3 separate regions of the Rattus norvegicus genome follow, and all the other regions are linked to region 2. The links are chromatin contacts, called in public Hi-C maps. All regions are on one chromosome and are shown on one strand. The core of a region is the stretch at or near the end of the contact, and the rest is flanking DNA. Distances in the headings are between cores, read along the strand shown. Region 1 holds the start of Cdc42bpg (CDC42 binding protein kinase gamma). Region 2 holds the start of Arl2 (ADP-ribosylation factor like GTPase 2). Region 3 overlaps Cdc42bpg (CDC42 binding protein kinase gamma).

Evidence for each region. Hi-C and Micro-C count contacts between places; a contact is called where the count stands out from the background.
Region 1: a Hi-C map of mammary epithelial cells shows a contact between it and region 2, with 2.5 times the contacts expected there. The contact joins the promoter of Cdc42bpg here to the promoter of Arl2 in region 2. A contact is called at or near these places in 2 of 12 Hi-C or Micro-C datasets (the A7r5 cell line and mammary epithelial cells).
Region 3: a contact with region 2 is called in a Hi-C map of the Rat2 cell line, with 3 times the contacts expected there. The contact joins the enhancer-like site here to the promoter of Arl2 in region 2. A contact is called at or near these places in 4 of 12 Hi-C or Micro-C datasets (the A7r5 cell line, the Rat2 cell line, frontal cortex and 1 more).

The regions. Positions count from the first base shown.
Region 1 is chr1:213,036,530-213,039,229 of GRCr8, reverse strand. It overlaps Cdc42bpg (CDC42 binding protein kinase gamma), which reads right to left and starts at 1,394. Exons shown (of 37, transcript NM_001130013.1): 1 at 980-1,394. The coding sequence starts at 1,139.
Region 2 is chr1:212,874,045-212,876,744 of GRCr8, reverse strand. Arl2 (ADP-ribosylation factor like GTPase 2) reads left to right here and starts at 1,379. Exons shown (of 5, transcript NM_031711.2): 1 at 1,379-1,474. The coding sequence starts at 1,410.
Region 3 is chr1:213,055,567-213,058,266 of GRCr8, reverse strand. It overlaps Cdc42bpg (CDC42 binding protein kinase gamma), which reads right to left. Exons shown (of 37, transcript NM_001130013.1): 37 at 503-1,615. The coding sequence ends at 1,559. Among named protein-coding and RNA genes, the nearest start is that of Men1, 11 kb to the left of the region's middle. Within about 2 kb of position 1,291, at least 5 of the 93 cell types and tissues checked have an H3K27ac peak or open chromatin away from gene starts, as enhancers often do. A contact at or near this core is called in the A7r5 cell line, where this site is marked.

The DNA of each region.
Region 1 (2,700 bases), core at 145-2,644, 160 kb before region 2:
CATACCGCATGCATACACACAGGTACAGTGTCATGTGGGAGTGATGACAAATCAGACACATGTATAACACATAAGAGTCACAGAGAAACAGGCAGGCAACGGGGGCAGGGCCCTTTCACTGCTCTCACCCCAGAAAGAAATGGCAGGACTGGATGGCAGACCCCCAACCATACTACGTCAAGCCTTGTGCCTGCCCATAGCTCAGGAGGGCCAGGAACTTTGATTGCCTACTGGGCAAACACCCCACTCTCCAGGCCCAATTCCTATGCCCTCCCCACCAAGCCTGGCTAGGTGTGTCCAGGAAACCCTTGTGCTGGTACCAGTGCCCACAATGGGCTTAGGGTCACCCTAGGTCAGTCATTCCCAGGGATTCAGATGAATCAAATAGGAAAGGGTGCAGATCTACTTCTAATGAGACCCCAAGTCATCCAAAGGGGCTGAGGGTGGTTCTTAGTCCCGGCTAGAGATTGAAGGAAATTTGCCTGCAAGGTGAAGGACGAGGATTTGTGCGTGTCTGTGACTGAGCTAGACAGGTGAGAGGGGTCCCAGAAAAAAAGTGCCCATCCCTTGAAGAACGATGGAATTGAGAAAGTCTGTATGTTTGTTTATGTGACACAAAACGGGTGTCCACTTGAATGTATGTTCTGGGTGTGACGTGTGACCAAGGAATCCTGTAGGTGACCGTTGTGAAAGATGTGTATTGGCAACATGTCTGGGGTCTGTAGCTGGGAATGAAATGAGAGTATGTGTGAAGTGTGCATTGTGTACTTGGCTCTGTATCTGGGAGTTTGAAGTAAGGTGCAAGTGAGTGAGCACGCCGTGGAGTCCGATGGCAAGCGTTAGATACAGCGCAAGGACTTAGTGCATCTTCAGGAGGAAGTTTCTGGAGTATGCCATTCCCGGGAAAAGGTCTGGGGGCACAGAGCTCCAGGCGTTGTCCCTCCAGCCTCCCTTCCCGGGTGTTGCCCTGACCACTCACCCCAGCTCAGAAACTGCGCCACGTTACGCTCCCGGCGCAGGGGGGCGCTGCTGAGCTCCTGGTGCACCCCCAGCAGCAAATCCAGGAGGCCGTCGAGCCCCGGGCTGCCACCAGCCTCGCCCCGTACCAACTGCTCCAGCGCACGCAGCCGCTGCTCCATGGCTGCGGCTGGAGCCCCGTAACCCGGGCTAGAGCCAGGCCGCCCGCATGCCCCGTCCGTCCGTCCGGCGGTCGGTCCGTGGTTCCGCAGCTCGTCCTGCTCGGCTTCCCCCCTCCCTCCCGCCCTCCCCGCTGTCACCTTCCTCCGTCGACACCCGCGCTCCTTCACCTGGCCGCCCGCCCCGCCCTCCAAGCCCGCCCCCGACGGACAGGCAGGTGCGCGCCGGCCAATGGGAGCCGCGGCTGAAGGTGAAGGTGGGAAGGTAGAGGCGCGCGGGGGCGGGGCCGACCCTCGTCCAGGAAGTGGGAGGGCGGGCCACGAAAAGTAACTCTGGGGCGGGGTTGGAGGGGGGGTCCGTTGGGGTCACAAGAAGATCCCCTGATGACCTTGCCACCCCAGTCCCAGCCCCACCTAGATCCTCATGAGACATTACCCTAGATGGAACCTACCGCAACTTCCCGCGCGACCCGGCCAGCGGCCTGTCCCTTAGCCAGGCCAGAGGGGCTAGGGACGGTTGCAGCCCTGGAGCCGGATGGGAGTTGTAGTCCGCTTTCGCCGGGGTTTGCAAGCGGCGCTAAGGCAACACACCCACCTACCCCCCCCCCAAAGTTTCTGATCTCCTTTATATCCTTAAAACTAACCCAGAGACATGTAGTTAAGGTAGTATGAGCACACTCATTAAGCAGATGAATACACTGAGGCTTTTGAAGGTTGAGGGTAGGGGTCTCTGTAACTAGATCCTCGTGTGGACTTAGGTGGTACCTAGTTTTAAGACTTTGGCGGCAACAAAGCCCTGAACTGGAACGTGGAGGTCGCAAGAAATCCGAGATGAGCTGATGGAGGCAAAGTAGGAGGAGGTGCTGGCTGTGTCCAACGAGGTTTTTGATTTCTGGTCAGTTGTAGCCAGCTGTGCTGGCTTTGACCGGGGCAGACCAGATATCAAAGGGAAGGGTGTTCTGGTGTCTTTTAAACAACTCATTAATTAGAAGACCTCTTTAGGGGACTTGCCTCCCTTTCCAGACTGGAAGCTCGAGACCTGACAGGATCAAGTTATCAGCATTGAGGGAGGAAGCAGTCTGAGTGTTTGCAGGGGCAAGGTGAGTGGGACACCCAAATCGCGTTAAACAGGGGGTTTAGAAACACTGTAGGGGTATGTTGGGGTGGTGGTGTGGGAGTGCATACCTTTAATCCCAGCACTTAGAAGGCAGAGACAGGCAGATCTCTGAGTCCTGTTCAGCCTAATCTATAGAGTGAGTTCCAGGACAGCTAGGGCTGTTACACAGAGTTCCTGTCTTAGAAAAAAACAAAAAACAAAATAAAGAAGCAAAACATTGCAAATCTCTCGTTTGATCTTTACAGAAGCCCCTTCTCTATGGGGTCCACCATTTGAAATGGGGAAAACACAGGCATGCACTTCTTTCTCAGAACAATCAGGCTGGCAAGGAGACTCAGGATTCAAATTCAATGCTAGGCTGCAAAGGCCCTGCCAAGGGAGGATAGGGGAGGGCAGGCTGGAGTTTGGATTTATGTTTTTGTTTTTGTTGTTGTTTTAGCATCTCAT
Region 2 (2,700 bases), core at 130-2,629:
GAGCATGGTGGACCAACCTATACTTGAGAAGAAAGAGTTCCAATTAATCTTGATCTACACACTGAGTTTAAGGCCAGCCTTGGCTGCCTGAGACCCTGTTACAACAAGTCAAAAAGACAAGGGGAGGACTAAAAGAAAAACTAGCTCTTTGGGCCCATGAGAAGTCTCACCAATAAAAAACACTTGCCGAGACAGTCTGATGCTCTGAGTTCACATAAAAATGTTAGAATCAGCTCCACAAAGTGGTATGTGCAGCCACACTCACGCGCGCACACACACACACACACACACACACACTGATAATAATGGTTGTTTTGAGACAGGCACTCAGTATGTGTAGTCGTTCCTGTTCTGGAACACACATAGACGCATGCATGCACGCACGCATGCACACACACACACACTCACACACACACAGTATATATATATATCAGGCTGCCCTCAAACTCACAGAGATCCACTTGCTTCTGCTTTCCAGGTGTTGGAATTTAAGGTATGTGCCATCACGACCAGCAAAGTAAATTATTTTTTAAAAACGAACTCTTGGTCAAAGTCATTTATTAAAGATATTCTGACTGTACACCTATTACATGCCGGCGGCCAAGAGGCTAAGCACCAGGTGGGCTTCAGGTTTTTTTATCTCTTTGTTTTTTGAGACAGGGTCTCTTTACTGTCTGACTACTAGCCGTAGCTGGCCTTGAATTCAGAGATCTTCCTGTCTCTGCCTTCCTGGTGCTGGGACTGACATCTGCACTACCACGCCTCGCCAGTTTTATCCTAACAGTTGGAATAGAGCTTCTCAACCTGTCAGGGTCCTAGGCAGGGTAATCAATCCTTTGTGCGGGTCTGATTCCTGCACCACAGGCAGGGAGCTTAGAACTCTAAATAACCCAAGGAGCCCATACTGCCCGCACATTTAGAAATGGTCCCTAGGGGAGTCATCCCCCTCAACTAAACGGATGGAGTCATTTCTGACAGTCTGGACCAGGATCCTCCGTTAGTGGCAAATGGGGATAATGGAAGTCACAAGATGCACGGGGTAACTGGGCCATATTACGGTCCACGGTTGATTCATCAGCTCTTTGTGAAGCTCTTTTTTTGGATTCCTGGCTCAGAACCTCTTCGCGGGTATATTCCCTACCTAAACGAGATACAGCTCGAGAAAGTCAGCTTCTGGTAGGCGGAAGACTTAGGGACTTCTCCCGAGTCCACCGACCTTCAGCTTTCTGGAAGAGAAGGGTTAAGGCAGCAGACTGCAAATTCGCTGTCGCGCCGCTAGGGGGCGGCGCCCCACACTCTTGTGGTCACGTGATGACGAAGGCGGAACCAAGCACCAGACTAGCCAATAGGAAACGGGAGCGGGGTCCCGGGACTAGAAGAAACGGCGGCCGGGAGGGGGCTACGGGATCATGGGGCTTCTGACCATTCTGAAGAAGATGAAGCAGAAAGAGCGAGAGCTGCGGCTGCTCATGCTGTATCCTCGGAGCACCAGAACGGTCGCGAGGGTAGCGGGGCCCGCCGGGTGGGCGGAGCCGGGCGCGGGGGCGCGGCCGCCGTGGGTACCCATTGCCGGTGGTGCGTCACGCACGCGGCGCTACCACTGCTCGGCGCGGGGCCGGGTCGGGCCATACCACTCTGCAGGGCGGGGGATGGCGTGCAAAAGGCAGACCGGTGGTCTCAAGAGCGGGCTTAGACGGGGGACTCCAGTATCACTGCGAGGCGCGACGCAGTGGTGATGACTCGGACGTCACGCTCGCTCCGGCTGGTCGGAGCATGGGCCCTGCTCCTCCCCGGCGCTGACCCCCTCCCCTTCATCCACCGGTGTAGGCCTTGGCGGTTCCCTTAGGGTCAGAATCCCAGGGTCCTTAGGACTGCCACGGGTAGGCGTGGACTGGTTGGCCACAGGTCCAACTGTCAATTAGGGCCACTGCCGACCTTTCATTGTATTAACTGGCACCTTCATCACCCGTCTTGCACTGTGCCAGGCCAGTTAGGCATCTGCGATCCACGAAGTGTCAGAGGGAAATTAATGTACACTTAGAACTTTACTACTCGCGACTGTTTTAGACAATTCTGAGAAAGACACTCATTAGATGACCTCTGAGCACCTACTTTGTTAGGGAATACGGTCACATGGAAACGGAAAAAACCCTTCACTTCAGGTGATAAGAGGGGAGAGAAAAAGTGATAAAGCAAATAAAATGTGTAGTGTGGCCAGAGAAGAATATAGTCCACAAGTGGTCAAAGGCCATGGCAAGATAGTAACTGTTGGACAAAGACTTAAGGGAAATAGAGATATCTGGGGAAACTTAAGCAGAGGACCTGCAAGTGCCAAGGTCCTGGGTAGATAAGACAGGCATGGTGGGAAGAGGAGGAGGAAAGGGCTGGAGTGAGGGAGAGCCCACCTGCTGGGACCCTTTAGGCAGCTGTACTATGAAAGGCCCACAGGCTGGTGACTTAGACCAGGGTGGAAGTATTATGACAGTGGTGCTTGGAGGACTTGCTGCCGGGTGGGAGGACCATATGAGGGAGATGAAGCCAAGCATGAACTGGTTTCTGGCCAGAGTCATCAGAAGGACAAGGAGCCACTTGCTGAGGTGAGAGAAGCACATTCCTGGGAAGACCCCATCCCTGACTGCTTGGCTAGGTAGGTGGCAGCCACCAGCCTAGAAATGATGATGGGATGGCCCACCTGAGGAG
Region 3 (2,700 bases), core at 42-2,541, 180 kb before region 2:
AAGAGCACTGACTGCTCTTCCAAAGGACCTGAGTTCAATTCCCAGTCACCACATGGTGGCTCACAACCATCTGATATGGAATTCAATGCTCTCTTCTGGTGTGTCTGAAAACAGCTACAGTGTACTCTAAATATAATAATAGATAAAAAAAAATTTTTTTTGGTTCTTTTTTTTGGAGCTGGGGACCGAACCCAGGGCCTTGTGCTTCCTAGGTAAGCGCTCTACCACTGAGCTAAATCCCCAGCCCCAATAATAGATAAAATTTAAAACAAAACAAAACATAGACAGCAACCAAAACCAACCAATGAACCAAGCAACAACAACAAATCCGCCCAAGATCACGGCTCCTGGAGACCATCCAAAGTTGCCCCCGTGGTCTTGCTGAGGGCGTGCAAATGCACACAGAGGCCAAGCTCTCATCTGTGCACGGTCCCCACCATTCCTCCTCCTTCTACACCCTCATTTTTGCACAGCGAGACAGACCCAGGCGGGGAGGCCAGCAGCTTGTAAAGTTGGCTTTATTGTTTCTTGCCACATCTCGGTGCATCAGAGCCCATCCATCCCGGGACTGTGGCATTCAAAGAGATAAATACTTCTTTCATTCCCTACACTGTAGCAGGGCGAGGTTTAATAAAAATAGCAATATAATAACAATAATAATGACTGTGATCAATATTAAAATGCCCCCTATGTTCCCCTAATACACTTGGTTGAAGCTTCCAGAAAAGGACCCTTCCTGCTGGGAAGGGCCGACGTGTGCCTGGAGATATTTAGTGGTCCCCGAAGGGTGTCTATCTCCCACCAAGAAGCCCTTATAAATACCCTCCCATCCCCTCCCTGCCTAGGAACCATTTTTCCTGGACGGATAACCTAGCAATAGCCCTGCTCTCACTCCTGAGCCCCACCCTAGAGAAAAGCTCCTGGGTCGGGCTTTCCCTGGCTCATTCTCCCTCCTTCCCTTCTGTCTCTCCAGCATCCTCCTCACTACATGCTTTGTCCTTCTCTCCTCTTTCTCAGTTAGCATCCATCTCCTGATTCCATCACTTCCTCCTCTGCTGCCTTTGCTCCCTCACCTCTCCTCTCTCTCTCTCTCTCACTTACCTCACTCTCTCTTTTCAATCCTTTTCTTGTCAACCAGAGCCCAGCCTGACCCTGAGCAGAGACCTCACATGCTCCATCTCGGCCTCAGCCTGGGCCAGGCTGCAGACAAGACACCAGCACACTCCCAAGGACCCGCCCTCCATTCCTCCCCTGACTAACTGCGTCCCTGGCCCTATGAAGCATAGCTTTGGCACAATCTTCCCTGGGCAGTAAAGGCGTGGCACTCCCAGAGGCCAGTGTAGGCTGTGATGGAAGCCCAGGAGAATGGCAGGAATAGGGCCAGGAGCCAGACCCCACTCCTGGGGACCCAGGCGCGCCTTGCTCTTAGCCCTCCACCCAGGCTCTCCCTGAGTCTGAATTTCAACATGTCCCGGACCAGCCGGGTATGGCATCCCTCAAGCTCTTTGCTTCCTCATTCCTTCTGTCTTGGGAATGGGGTGGGCACTGCCAGAGGGCATCAGGGGGAGCCCTCTGACTCAGGATCTGGAGGGAGACTCCGGGGCCGTTCTGAGACCTGGAGGGAAGAACAGGAAGTCAGATGGGAGAAAGGACACAGGTCTCTCTCTCTCATTGTGCCAGTGCCTCCCAGAGGTCTCAAAGGACCCAGCGCTTACAGTAGCAGGACCCTAAAGGAAACTACACTGAAGGTGTGAGGGAGTCCTCAGAGAATCCAGAACTGCAGGGAACAAACCCTGTGTCTTGTTCACTCACTGCATTCCACATTCAGCCCAAACCGTGTTTTACAAAGGCAGAAAAGTGAGAGCTGACCCCAACCACCATGGACCCCACAGCTAACAAAAGACAGGCATGGAAGAAAAAGCAAGGCAAACTGGGTGTAGAGGCACATGCCTGTGACCCCAGCACCTAGAAGGTGGAGGCAGCAGAATCAGGTATTCAAGGCTACATGAGAGCCTTTTTAAAAGGGGAGAGAAAGAAGGGAGGGATGGAGAGAAGGAAAGGGGGGAAGAAGGAAGGAAGGAAGGGAGGAAGGCCACAGCACAGGAGCCAAAACGGTAGAGGATTGTGTTGGTGGCAGTGACACCTGACCACGTCCCCAACTGCTTTAAAGGTCACAGTGGTGGGCAGCCTGGGCATTGAAGGCAGGAAAAGCATTCAAAGGAGAGGGAACAGCAGGAGCGAGAATTTGAGAGTGGACGGTGAGGGTAGCTGGAGGGTGAGTGCCTGTCAGGTCTTTCCGAGACCTCAGACAAAGATTCCCTCCCCATCTTTAGGCTGCATCTCTGAAGGCCAGCCTAGTCTACATATCAAATTCCAGAACAGCCAGGACTAAATAGAGAGACCCTGTCTCAACACCACCCCCTCACCCCCACTCCCGAAAGAACATAGCTCGCTCAGTAACAATGCTTAGCACAATCAACACTCTATGTTTGACCCCAGCACTGCAAAAAAATTTTTTTCTTTCTAGGCCTTGGGAAACGGCTCAGGTAGGAATGTTCAGCAGATGAGCATGATTAGCACACAACCCTGAAAGCTGTAACAGACGAGCCCAGGTAAGAGCTGATGCAGCAGCTCACGTCCATAATCCCAGCACCCCTGTGGGGAGATGGGAATCAGGGTCGGGCGTGGATAGGAGCTGGA